4 separate regions of the Sus scrofa genome follow, and regions 2, 3 and 4 are each linked to region 1. Evidence: chromatin contacts called from public HiChIP or PLAC-seq and promoter capture Hi-C data. All regions are on one chromosome and are shown on one strand. The core of a region is the stretch at or near the end of the contact, and the rest is flanking DNA. Distances in the headings are between cores, read along the strand shown. Region 1 holds the start of SLC35D2 (solute carrier family 35 member D2). Region 2 holds the start of CDC14B (dual specificity protein phosphatase CDC14B). Region 3 holds the start of AAED1 (thioredoxin-like protein AAED1). Region 4 holds the start of ZNF782 (zinc finger protein 782).

Region 1 (2,700 bases), core at 99-2,598:
GCATTGCCATGAGCAGTGGTGTAGGTCGCAGCCACTGCTCAGATCTGGTGTTGCTGTGGGTCAGCAGCTACAGCTCTGATTAGACCCTTAGCCTGGGAACCTGCATATGCCACGGGAGCGGCCCTAAAAGGATAAAAGACAAAAAAAAAAAAAATTAGAATGAAAATATGGGACAGTTAATTGAAAAAATTCTAGAGCAAGTAGATGCTGGTCAGAGTTAACACAAACAACAAACCTATCCTTAGATGTACCCATGTAGAAAAGAAATGGGCCCTCAGGGGGAGAACCTGCCATAAAGCACCCAGAGGCAAGAAACCTGGAGACTTTGCACCCATATCATCCCTAGGCATTTCGCAAAGATAAATGAAAGTATACATTCACACAAAAACTTGTACATGAATATTCATGGACCATCTTTGTTTTTTGGCAGTTCCTAACCTGGAAACAACCAATGCCCATCACATAATCACTGAGGAATGGATACACAAGTCGTGGTACTACTCAACAATGAAAAGACTCAAACCTGGCTGAGTCACTAAAATAATAAACTGAGCCAAAAAAGCCTTGAAAGACTACATGCTCGTTTCCATGAAATTTCTGAACAGGCAAATTTAGTCTATGGTAACAGAAATCAGAATGAATTGAGGGGATCGATCGCCCTCAGTAGGACACAGTGCACTGGGGGAATGGAAGTGTTCTACGGTTTGGTTTTGTTTTTTTTTTTTTTGTATTTTGGGGGCCTCACCCAGGGCATATGGACGTTCCCAGGCTAGGGGTTGAATCGGAGCTGTATTTGCCAGCCTACACCACAGCCACAGCAACTGCCGGCACCTTAACCCACTGGGCGAGGCCAAGGATGAAACCCACATCCTCATGGTTGCTAGTCGGGGTTCGATAACCACGTAGGGAACTCAGATCTTTTTTGTTCTATGTTTTGACTTGGGTGGTTACATGGGTTACGCATTTGTCAAAACATCAAACTGTGGACTCGATTGCATTTCACTGTATGTACATTATACATTTAAAATTGTCAAAAAAAAAAAAAAAGACAAAAAAAAGTCTTAATATTTCTCGCCAAGAGAGCAAAACGGTCTTTAACATTTCTCCCCAGTCTTTGGAGGAAGATGGGGTTTTTAAACTCTGCCAAACCCGTTTCTGTGCTCCTTTCAGACAAGCCATCAGAAAGTGGTGTTTTTGAGCCCGAACTCCAGCCAAACCCGCTCTTCTCCCTCCAGTAGCTTCGGGGCGACCGATGGGGCCGCGCTGGCGTGTGGGGTTCCCGCCGCAGCCCTTCCTGTTTCGGCCGCGGGCCGGGGGTGGGGACGGAACTTGGGCGGGGCGTCCCCAAGTGCGGTGGAGGCTGGCGGCCGCTGGACATGACGGCCGGCGGCCAGGCGGAGGGCTCGGGCGCTGATCCCGGCTCCGTGGGGCTGCCTTCCCGGGCGGCCAAGCTGCTGTCCGCGCTCTTCTATGGGACCTGCTCCTTCCTCCTCGTGCTGGTCAACAAGGCGCTGCTGACCACCTACCGGTGAGGCGGGCGCCAGAGATCCGGGCGGGGTCCGCGGGGGTGCCCGGCTGCTCGGCGGCGACCCACCCCGGGGACCTTCCCGATCCGATGCCGCCCTGTCCCCGCAGGGCCTGGCAGGACACCCCGAGGTCCCCGAGCGGGGGAGTGCAGCCGGGCTGCCCCTGCCCTTGGTGCACTTGGGCCGCCCCCTGCGCAACCGACGGGCGGGGACAGCGAGCCGGGAGTGTCTCTGCTGACTCCTGCGCCGGCGTGGGTGGCTTTGTGCTTGGCACCTGGGCCATGTTTGCACCGGCCGGAACCTTCGCAGCGTTGCATAAACCGAACCACAGTCTAGCAAAGTCATTCCGCTGTCAGTGAGCGCGGACACAGGACCGCTTACTCCTGCAGGACCTTGCGCAGCGGCGCTTGTAGAGTTTTCACGAGCACCAGTGAGCTGAAACAAGTGATCTGAATGTGTTCTGTAAATGTGAACTATTCTTTGTACACATCGAGGTGTTCAACAATCAGAAGGGGCCCGGGTGGATAAGTTTATTTGCATTTGATCATTCAAAACGGGGGAAAACCAAAGTTCATATTTTAGACTTTTTTGATGAGTGTGCAGTAAACCAGGAAACTTGTGGTTCGTTGAACCTGTATGTAAAGACTAGAATATCCTGTTTAGTTATGCTTTCATTGTATCGGCATTGAAAGCCCTGTGGTTTTAGATCCAGCTCCCGCATTTAATAGCTATGCCTCTTGCGCCAGTCTCAGAGTCAGCGGTTTTTTTTTCAGATGTGAAAGTTGGATAATTACGATTATGTTAGTTACCTTCCAGAGCTCTGGCGTGAGCTATCATTAAGTGAGGGCTCTCTTTGTAAATGGTACTGTTGCTATAAGAATGTAAAATTAAAGTTTTATAAAGAACCCAAAGAGCCCTCAGAGAGTATCTTTGGCCTTCTTATTTTGTTTATGCTTGCAAAAGCTTCTATCCTGGAGTTCCTGTCGTGGCTCAGCAGAAAGGAATCTGACTAGCATCCATGAAGATGCAGGTTCGATCCCTGGCCTTGATCAGTGGGTTAAGGATCCGGCATTTCCATGAGCTGTGGTGTAGGTTGCAGATGTGCTCAGATCTGGCATTGCTGTGGCTATGGGTGTAGGCCAGTGGCTACAGCTCCAATTTAACTGCTAGCCTG
Region 2 (2,928 bases), core at 262-2,761, 270 kb before region 1:
CAGAGCCCCAGTTCCAGACTGTTCAAATGCCTCCCTCAGGCAGAGCCCTCTTTTCTCCAGCCTCCATTCCTCAATTAGCAGTGCTTAAGGTAAAGGCCTTCAACAATAAAAGTCAAATAGCCCCTCCGGGAGGTACTCCATCAAAATCTGCATTTCTGAAAGGCTTCCCAGGAGACTGATTCAAATTCTTCCTTCTAGAGGCTGGCTGTAATTGTGGAAAGTGCTGGTGAAAATTGGGACTAGGTGGCTAGAAGTAGAATTTTGGGGTCTAAAATCTAGATACTGCCCACCGGTCTTCTGACACTTTTCTATGCCGCCACGGATATTTGTTCGAAGCAAAGACCCTTCAAAATGTTAGTCTTGGTTAAATTCTAGAAAGATCTGTCATTATTTTAACTCAGTAGGAAAAAGAAAAAAAAAAAAAAAAAGGAGATTGATTACTTGTTTCAATACTTCACCGACTGGACCTGTCAATACCTTAGGTAAGAAAAACATAGCAACTGGTGTATGAAACTACTGAGTCAATCCCGGTACAGGATTCCAAGATGACGAACTTCGAAGTGCAAACCATTGTAGTATATCGTGTTTCTATGGTAGTTTTATCGACTCCTTAAGAAGCTCTTGCTTGGACTATTTGAATCCTGGGCATAGGTCACTAAAAAGAGCGTAGCTGATTTAAATAGTTCCTAAATTCTGAAATCAACTCCACCTTAAGTCTACATAACAGCGGACAATTCACTAAGTCCATTCTCTTTTCCAAGCCAGCCGCCATGGCACGAGCCCCTTTGACTTGGAGCGATACAGACGGAAAACCAAGAAATACCTTAAAAAAATATACACGCCAAAGAACCGCAGTTAAGTTACTAGGGTAGAGGCTGTGTAAAGCGTTGATGACTCACTAAAGGAAGTTTGAAACTGGGGTCTTGGCATTCTGGGAACATAGAAGAAACAGAAGTTAGAGGGCTTGCGGAGGGTCGCGAGTGCACTTTTATCTTTGATTGGCGGAACCACTCAGACTTTTCTTTATGGCGTCACCGGCTACCTGCCTGTAGAAAAGCTCCGTCTCCGTGACGTCACGACTCACTGACCAATGAAAGGACTCAGTCTGCGGGCCCCGAGGAGGGTTGTGGGCCCTTTTTTGTGAATGAAGCTCCACGGAACAGCCCTCCTGGGGTCCCTGGGAGCCGCGGCCCGCTGTGCTCGGGCGCCTCGGCAGCAGCGTCTGCAGCTGCGGTGGGCGCGCGCGGTTACCCCGGGCAGCCCCTGGCGCCGGCCGCAGCACCGTCGCCTCCGCCGCGCCAGCGGGCAGCGGGCACCTGGGGGCGGGCTGGGGGGCGCCCGCAGCAGCAGCAGCAGGAGGCGCTATACCAAGGGCTGCGGCGCCGGTCCCGCGGCGGCCGCAGGAGGGAGCGGGGCAGGCGCGGTGGGCCCGGCCCCTCCTCCGGCTCCTGCGCGGCCACCCGCGCCGGGCTCCGCCGTCGCCGCAGCGCCCCTCCGCGCCCGCCGCCCCGAGCGCCCGCGCGCGGGGCTGGCGGGGGCTTTGGCGGGCTAGCGGGCGCGCGGGGCCATGGTCGTGGTCCCCTGACGGGCCGCGGCCGCCTCCATGAAGCGGAAGAGCGAGCGGCGGCCGAGCTGGGCCGCCGCGCCCCCTTGCTCGCGGCGGTGTTCGTCGTCCTCGCAGGGAGTGAAGAAGAGCCGCAGCTCCACGTCGCAGGAACTGCACAACCTGGACCAACGGGACGACCTGTACCTGGACATCACCGGTGAGCCAGCGAGCGAGCGAGCGCACGGTGGGCCGCCTCGGACACGCGGCACCCGGCGCGGGGGTCCTAGCCCACCCACCCAGGCGGTATAGGCGCCTCCTGGGGCCCGACTGACACGCCTCCACCCCCCACCCCATAAAAGCCCCAGCCGGCCACACCCCCTTCAGGAGCCGGGCTCTCTGGGAGCGCCCGCCTACCCCGAGTTTCCATCTGCGTTTGCTGCGATCTGTAACTTTATCCGTTTTGCACCCTCCTACCCCAGCCAAGATGGCCCGAGGGTCACCTTTCTAAATGGCTGGCGTCAGCTCGGCGCCTCCGGCTTTTCCTAAATCCAAGTTGATAACGCCTCCCAGGTTGGAAGGTCGGTTGGCCCTTAACAAGAGTCTGAACCTCCGAGTCACTCCCAAAGGATTCCCCGAGCGCGCTGAACTCGCCTGCACGGGAGCTGCCTTGTTTATTTGGCGTTTGCCAAGCCTCCGCTGCTCTGTGGGAAATGGAGTCCCTCCCGCCTGGGGCGGCGTTCCCCGGCCCGGCCGGGGAGCCTGATCCTTGCCCTGGTCCTCAAGGCACTTGCCCCCTCCCCAGTGCGCGCACGAGCACTGCCCAGACCCTCCTGGGGAAAATTCCCTTGCCTTGCTTCTGGAAGGAATGTGTCACGTTGATGGCTTTTGAATCGGTCAGCGTGCCGAATGCTCAGAGTTGTCACTTTTGAGAAATAGCAGGTAGAAAAGCAGCCGTTTGATAGATGCCTTATTATTAGTGCTGATTGTACAATTCCTGAAAATGTAATAAATCCAGTTTGGGAGCTGTGGGGTTTGCCAGGATTGACACTGAGGACTGTGAAGGCATTAAATATGAGGATGTATGTGGTAAGGCTTTGTAAACAGCACAGCTGTCTACAATTTTGAGGGATTTTGCAGTCTGTTTTCGTGTGGCGCGGAATGTGGAAACCTCGGTGTGTGGGATTTTTATAAACTGTTTCCCGCCCTTAGCCTTTGCTAAAACCAGGTGAGCTGGAGCGGTCAGGACATTAATTTAGAAAGTGTTCAAACACAGAATTTTAGTAGAAATTATTTTCTAAGTGGATGGACAGTGGGACACAGAAGGTCCATTTTGCAGAAAGCTGAGAGTAGAGTGGAAGGTGCCTCGGCGTTGAGTGGATGGC
Region 3 (2,700 bases), core at 9-2,508, 310 kb before region 1:
CTGCACCACTTGGGAACTCCAAGCCATTTAATTCCATTTTCTTCATCCCTCACAATCCACCATTTACATACACACACACACACACACACACACACACACACACACAGAGGCACATCTCATTTGAGGGGCCTGGTAAATAGCTATAGCAAAACAAGTCTGAAAAAAGGGCATGGACTCCTGAAATGCCTAAAACATTTATAAATAGGTTTATTATATCAGCTCTTAAGAAATAGAGCCGGGGGAATTTTTTCAAGCGACAGCAATGTTCCATATTTTTATAGGGTTGTGGATAACAGATGGATAATAAGGTAAAACTCACCTAATCGGATTGATGCATAGGTTGTGATAGAGTAAAATGTTAACAGTAGAATCTAGGTAGTGGATATAAGAGTGTTCACTGGAAAAATCTTTCACCTTTTTGGGCAGGTTTAAAATTTTCCATGATAAAATGTTGGCAAATTATTAAATTTAAAAATTTAATTTAAAAAATGTGGGAGTTCCCGTCGTGGCTCAGTGGTTAACGAATTCAACTGGGAATCATGAGGTTGAGGGTTCGATCCCTGGCCTCGCTCAGTGGGTTAAGGATCTGGTGTTGCCGTGAGCTGTGGTGTAGGTCACAGACACCGCTCGGATCCTGCGTTGCTGTGGCTGTGGCGTAGGCCGGCAGCTGCAGCTCCAATTAGACCCCTGGCCTGGGAATCTCCATATGCCACGGGTGCAGCCCTAGAAAAGACAAAAAGCAAAAAAAATAAAAAATAAAAAAAAATAATTCCACCCTTAAGATCTGCACGACACCGTATGGTAATAATATCTTAAAAAAAAAAAGTAAGAGAGCTGAAAAAGGAGAGGGTTAAAAACGTACTAGATGGAAAAAAATCTATCCCATCACGGCATGTCCTTGGGCACTAGCTGTCTTGAACAGATAAAAACTAACTTCGGCTGATGCAGCTACGGAGTGAGCTGCTTTCTTCCCTTCTGGGCTCAGACCCTCCTCTTTCTCTCTTCTTACCAAGAGTTGGCTGAGTCAGAAAACGCGAGAGCGGGTCTCTACTTTCCCGCAACATCTCGACCGCCTGAGCTGCGTACAAGCCGAGACTCACCGGCAAGGTGCCACACTCGTCCCCCGCGGCGGGTCTGGACCAGACGCAGCTCCGCCCCTGCCCAGTGCCCCGCCCCTGCGCAGTGTTCCGCCCCGCCCTGCCTATGCACCCCGCCCCCTGCCCCGTGCCCCGCCCCCTGCCCCGTGCCCCGCCCCTTGCTCCTAGTTTGGCTGCAATCCCGCTCACAGACTGTCCCCAGCCGGTGCGACCTACGGGCGGGTAGTTCCTGGGCACGATGGCTTCGCCATTCGTGGCTCCGGTCACGCGGCAAGTCAGCGGTCGCGCCGCTCCAGCCTCAATTCCAAGCGGCCCCGAGAGTGGGCAGCCCCTGGCCGCCACCGTGGCCGAGATGCCCGTGCTGGACGCCTCCGGGAGGCGGGTGCTGTTCGGCTCGCTGTTCCGAGAGCGACGGGCTGTCGTGGTCTTTGTGCGGGTGAGCGCGGGCGGCGAGACAACCCGGAGCTGGGACCTCGCCCGCAGGCTGGGACGGAGGTTGCTTCCACGGCCCCAGCTAGGGGAAGTCCATCGGGTCCCTCAAAGGGTCCGGGGCCCGAGAGGGGAGACTGCTGGGCCTGGCCCTTCCCGTGATCATCCACTAGAGGCTTCTGGAATGCGAACTGCTCCTCTTGCTTCCTTGAACGGGAATAGAAAAGCAGCCCGCCAAGCCAAGGCCATTTTCTCAGCAAGCGAGGAGGCCTAGCAGGGACCGGGTGCGGCCTAATTTCAGTGCACTTTCGGGCGCTTCAGACTTTTTTTTTTTTTTCCTCTGACATCTTTTTCTACCTGCATGGGTGTTGCGTGAAGTAGTGTCACGCACAATAAAGTACTTGGTCCTTTGTGGATTCTGAAGTTGTTAGTTGCTAACTTGTCCTTTTTTGCCCATGTTGGGATTTCAGCATTTCCTGTGTTACATCTGCAAGGAATACGTAGAAGATCTGGCCAAAATCCCCAAGAGTTTCTTACAAGTAAGTTTCCTAAGCTTGAACAGCCGCGTGCCCGCTTCAGGGCAGCCTTGCGAAAGTCATCTGTCATTTATGAGGACTGCAATGGGATGAGGTGAGAGGAACGCGCCTCCTCTCCTTCGCAGACACAAACCCAGACTATTGCCATTCCACACATCTCTCCAACGCCTCTAAAAGGGGGTCAGACGCGTTAGAAATCTGTTTCGGGCCGTTTCATTCCTGCCTGATTATAAACATATTATCCATAATAATACTTTTGATGTTATTTAATAACTTGCTGTTCTTAAAAGTTGATTGATGACCAAAACCAAATGTTAGAAATTATTGCTGTTTCCTTCCCTTTATTTTTGCAATAAATAACACTCCAGGGGAGTTCCTGTCGTGGCGCAGTGGTTAACAAATCCGACTAGGAACCATGAGGTTGCGGGTTCGGTCCCTGCCCTTGCTCAGTGGGTTAACGATCTGGCGTTGCCGTGAGCTGTGGTGTAGGTTGCAGACGGGGCTCAGATCCCACGTTGCTGTGGCTCTGGCGTAGGCCAGTGGCTCCAGCTCCGATTGGACCCCTAGCCTGGGAACCTCCATATGCCGCGGGAGCGGCCCAAAGAAATAGCAAAAAGACAAAAAAAAACAAACAAACA
Region 4 (2,763 bases), core at 193-2,692, 450 kb before region 1:
TAATATCTTTTATTTAATATTGCTTTCATAACATCTAGAAAGATGTCTGTTGCATAGTAAATCTTCAATAAATGTTTGTTTCATGAAGTGATAATTTTCTATCCATGGGTGATCTTTATGTTAAAGTCTATTATGATTGATTTAATATAATATTGATTTTGGAGTTCCCATTGTGGCTCAGTGGAAATGAATCCAACTACTATCCATGAGGTTTGATCCTTGGCCTAGTTCCGTGAGTCAGGGATCCGGATGAGCTGTGGTATAGGTTGCAGATGCGACTTGGATCTACTGTTTCTGTGGGTGGCAAAGGCAAGCAGCTGTAGCTCTGACTCGACCCCTAGGCTGGGAACTTCCATATGCCACTGGGTGCAGCCCTAAAAAAGCAAAAATACATACATATACATATATGTAATATTGATTTAATACAATTTGACCAGCATTTTTGTGCTTATTTATAATTCATTAATGACAAAGGATAATGTCAGCAAAAAGCAAACAAACTTATGTGCACAGAAATCCAAGATCAATGGAATTTAATCAACAACATTTGTTGAAACAATAAAAGAATTCAGCTGGAAACCATGTGGTTTTTTTGAGATAAAAAAAGTTTAAATTTTTGTTTGAAAAATAGCTTGTAAAGAAAGTTTCACATTTGTGACTATACCAGTGGGTATGAATATATTTACATAGGAAATGTGGAAAGGTGTAATCAGATATTACAGGTGGTTATTATATTTAACTTTTCTATTTTTTGTTAGTTTAATTTTATAATAAACAGCAATTTTAAACAATTATTTGCTATTTATAACATACAGCAATCACTAGGAAATAATGTTTATGCATAAATCCAACAGATTCCCTGTATACAGTTACAGCTGCAGCACTGTCCTGAAACCCCACCCCACCCCCAAGAGAACCTCCACACTGGATTCTAGGCATCCAGTACGGGGCTTAGGGGTTAATGGTGCTGTTGGCTGCTTAGAAACAGGGTACAAGCCCCACATGAAAAATAATAAAATTATAATTTTACAGCTATTTAATTTCAATCGCCCTGCCATTTTTTTTCTTGCAAAATCAATTTTCCTACATAACTCCAAAATTCTATCACACTTTACCTAAGTATTGGTAATTTTAATATTTTCAAAATCCAATACATATTCAAGTTTCCCCAACTGCTTCCAAACCACTTATCAAAAAACAAACAAACAAAACTGCTATTTCAATCGGGAGTCAATAGAGGACCACACTTTGCATCTGGCAGTTAAGCTCAAGTTTAACCCGTTCTCTTCCAGGTTGTTGAGATCCTGGGCAGGAGACAGCACTTTCTAGACTGACCCCTTCAGCTTTCTAAACTGCGCAAATGCCAAAGTAGCGACCTCCAGAGCGGACGCGGAGGTGTATGGGAAATGTAGTCTCGAATCAGTCTGTTTTACCTCGCGGCACTCTGGGAAGGAGAGGCTAGGCTTCTTTTGCGCGTGCGCAGCAGTAGTCCCGTCACCTCACTCGTCTTCTCTGGGCTCCGGGAAGCGGTTTGGGAACCTGGGGGGTCTGCTCGAAGGAGGCGCACCTGGGGTGAGAGTGCGGGTGACTAGCTAGGAGGGGTGCATTTGTGCCTAAGGATGGGAACGGAAAGTCTTTGGGACTCCCTCCAATGAGCGCTAGTGTATGAGCCCCAGCAGGCCCTCTGCCTGTTGGAAGGCTGGTAGCGGGGTACCCCTGCCCGCTGCTCCTGGGGCGCAGGTCAGGCTGATCCGGTTAAGAGCAGATGTTCAGGAGTTCCCTTGGTGGCTCAGCGGTAAGGAACCCGACTAGTAGCCATGAGGACATGGGTTCGATCCCTGGCCTACTCAGTGGATTAAGCATCCAGCCTTGCCCCAAGCTGTGGTGTAGGTCGGAGCAGTGGCTTGCATCCGGCTGCTGTGGTTGTGGTGTAGGACAGCTAAACTCCGATTGGACCCCTAGCTTGGGAACTTACAAATGCCGTAGGTGCGGCCCTAAAAATACCAAAAAAAAAAAAAAGCAGATGCTCATTGTAGGCCTGGGGGTGTGGGGACCGTGTGCCCAGCCTCGCCTGCAGCCTTACAGGGAAAAAAAGCCCATGTCAGCAGCAGGGGGGAAATAATTGCATTTATGGTACTGAGGGTGGTCCTGGCCTCTGTGATGAGAGCCCCAGCTCTGGATCCAGAAGGGCCTTGGTAAATTCCCCCTGTCACCTGTACGCAGGGTGACAGAACCTGGATAAGAGTACAGTTTCTCGAGTGAAAATGGTATTAATGATGACTGTTTTATAGCATAGATCAGAGGCATCACTTGTAAATTATTTAGACAAATGCCAGATACTGAGCACTGGGTAAGTGACAACTGCTATTGTAGTTGGAAGACACTTTATTCTTTTCATTTGATGGCTTTATGTAACCCACACAACCACATTAACAAATACCGAGGCACAGATTGGTGGAACGATGCTCAGGTCACAAGCCAGCAGTGAGGGAGTTTGGATGCAAGGGCATGTGTGCGGTTTACTTACAGCCTCAGGCTTTGTCTCAGTATCACACCTGCCCAAAACCATCATTGTAGCCTTAACAGCACTTAGCAAAGTGGCCTGTCCCCAATTTCCAGAAATATGAAGGAACGTGAATGTAGATGGATTCCAACCATGTGTCAAATGTATTCTGGGACTTCTAGTGTCTCTTCAAGTCACTTGGGTCAGAGGTCCCAGGCCCCTTCTGCATGGTCAGGCTCTCTTTTAAGTCTGATATTATA

What was found. Promoter capture Hi-C pulls out the DNA fragments that hold promoters and counts their contacts. HiChIP or PLAC-seq counts read pairs in DNA pulled down with a chosen protein or histone mark.
Region 2: a contact with region 1 is called in an H3K27ac HiChIP or PLAC-seq map of skeletal muscle, with 5 times the contacts expected there. The contact joins the promoter of CDC14B here to the promoter of SLC35D2 in region 1. A contact is called at or near these places in 2 of 5 promoter capture datasets (fetal liver and fetal skeletal muscle), 2 of 47 Hi-C or Micro-C datasets (embryonic fibroblasts and heart right ventricle) and 1 of 2 datasets of contacts at active chromatin or transcription factors (skeletal muscle).
Region 3: a contact with region 1 is called in a promoter capture Hi-C map of fetal liver, with 5 times the contacts expected there. The contact joins the promoter of AAED1 here to the promoter of SLC35D2 in region 1. A contact is called at or near these places in 2 of 5 promoter capture datasets (fetal liver and liver) and 1 of 2 datasets of contacts at active chromatin or transcription factors (alveolar macrophages).
Region 4: an H3K27ac HiChIP or PLAC-seq map of skeletal muscle shows a contact between it and region 1, with 6 times the contacts expected there. The contact joins the promoter of ZNF782 here to the promoter of SLC35D2 in region 1. A contact is called at or near these places in 1 of 5 promoter capture datasets (fetal liver) and 1 of 2 datasets of contacts at active chromatin or transcription factors (skeletal muscle).

Annotation. Positions count from the first base shown.
Region 1 is chr10:25,736,909-25,739,608 of Sscrofa11.1, forward strand. SLC35D2 (solute carrier family 35 member D2) reads left to right here and starts at 1,349. Exons shown (of 10, transcript NM_001244362.1): 1 at 1,349-1,528. The coding sequence starts at 1,377.
Region 2 is chr10:25,470,465-25,473,392 of Sscrofa11.1, forward strand. It overlaps CDC14B (dual specificity protein phosphatase CDC14B), which reads left to right and starts at 1,512. Exons shown (of 15, transcript XM_021064578.1): 1 at 1,512-1,763. The coding sequence starts at 1,604.
Region 3 is chr10:25,426,873-25,429,572 of Sscrofa11.1, forward strand. It overlaps AAED1 (thioredoxin-like protein AAED1), which reads left to right and starts at 1,259. Exons shown (of 6, transcript XM_003130856.4): 1 at 1,259-1,533; 2 at 1,997-2,065. The coding sequence starts at 1,336.
Region 4 is chr10:25,282,520-25,285,282 of Sscrofa11.1, forward strand. ZNF782 (zinc finger protein 782) reads left to right here and starts at 1,443. Exons shown (of 6, transcript XM_021064572.1): 1 at 1,443-1,572.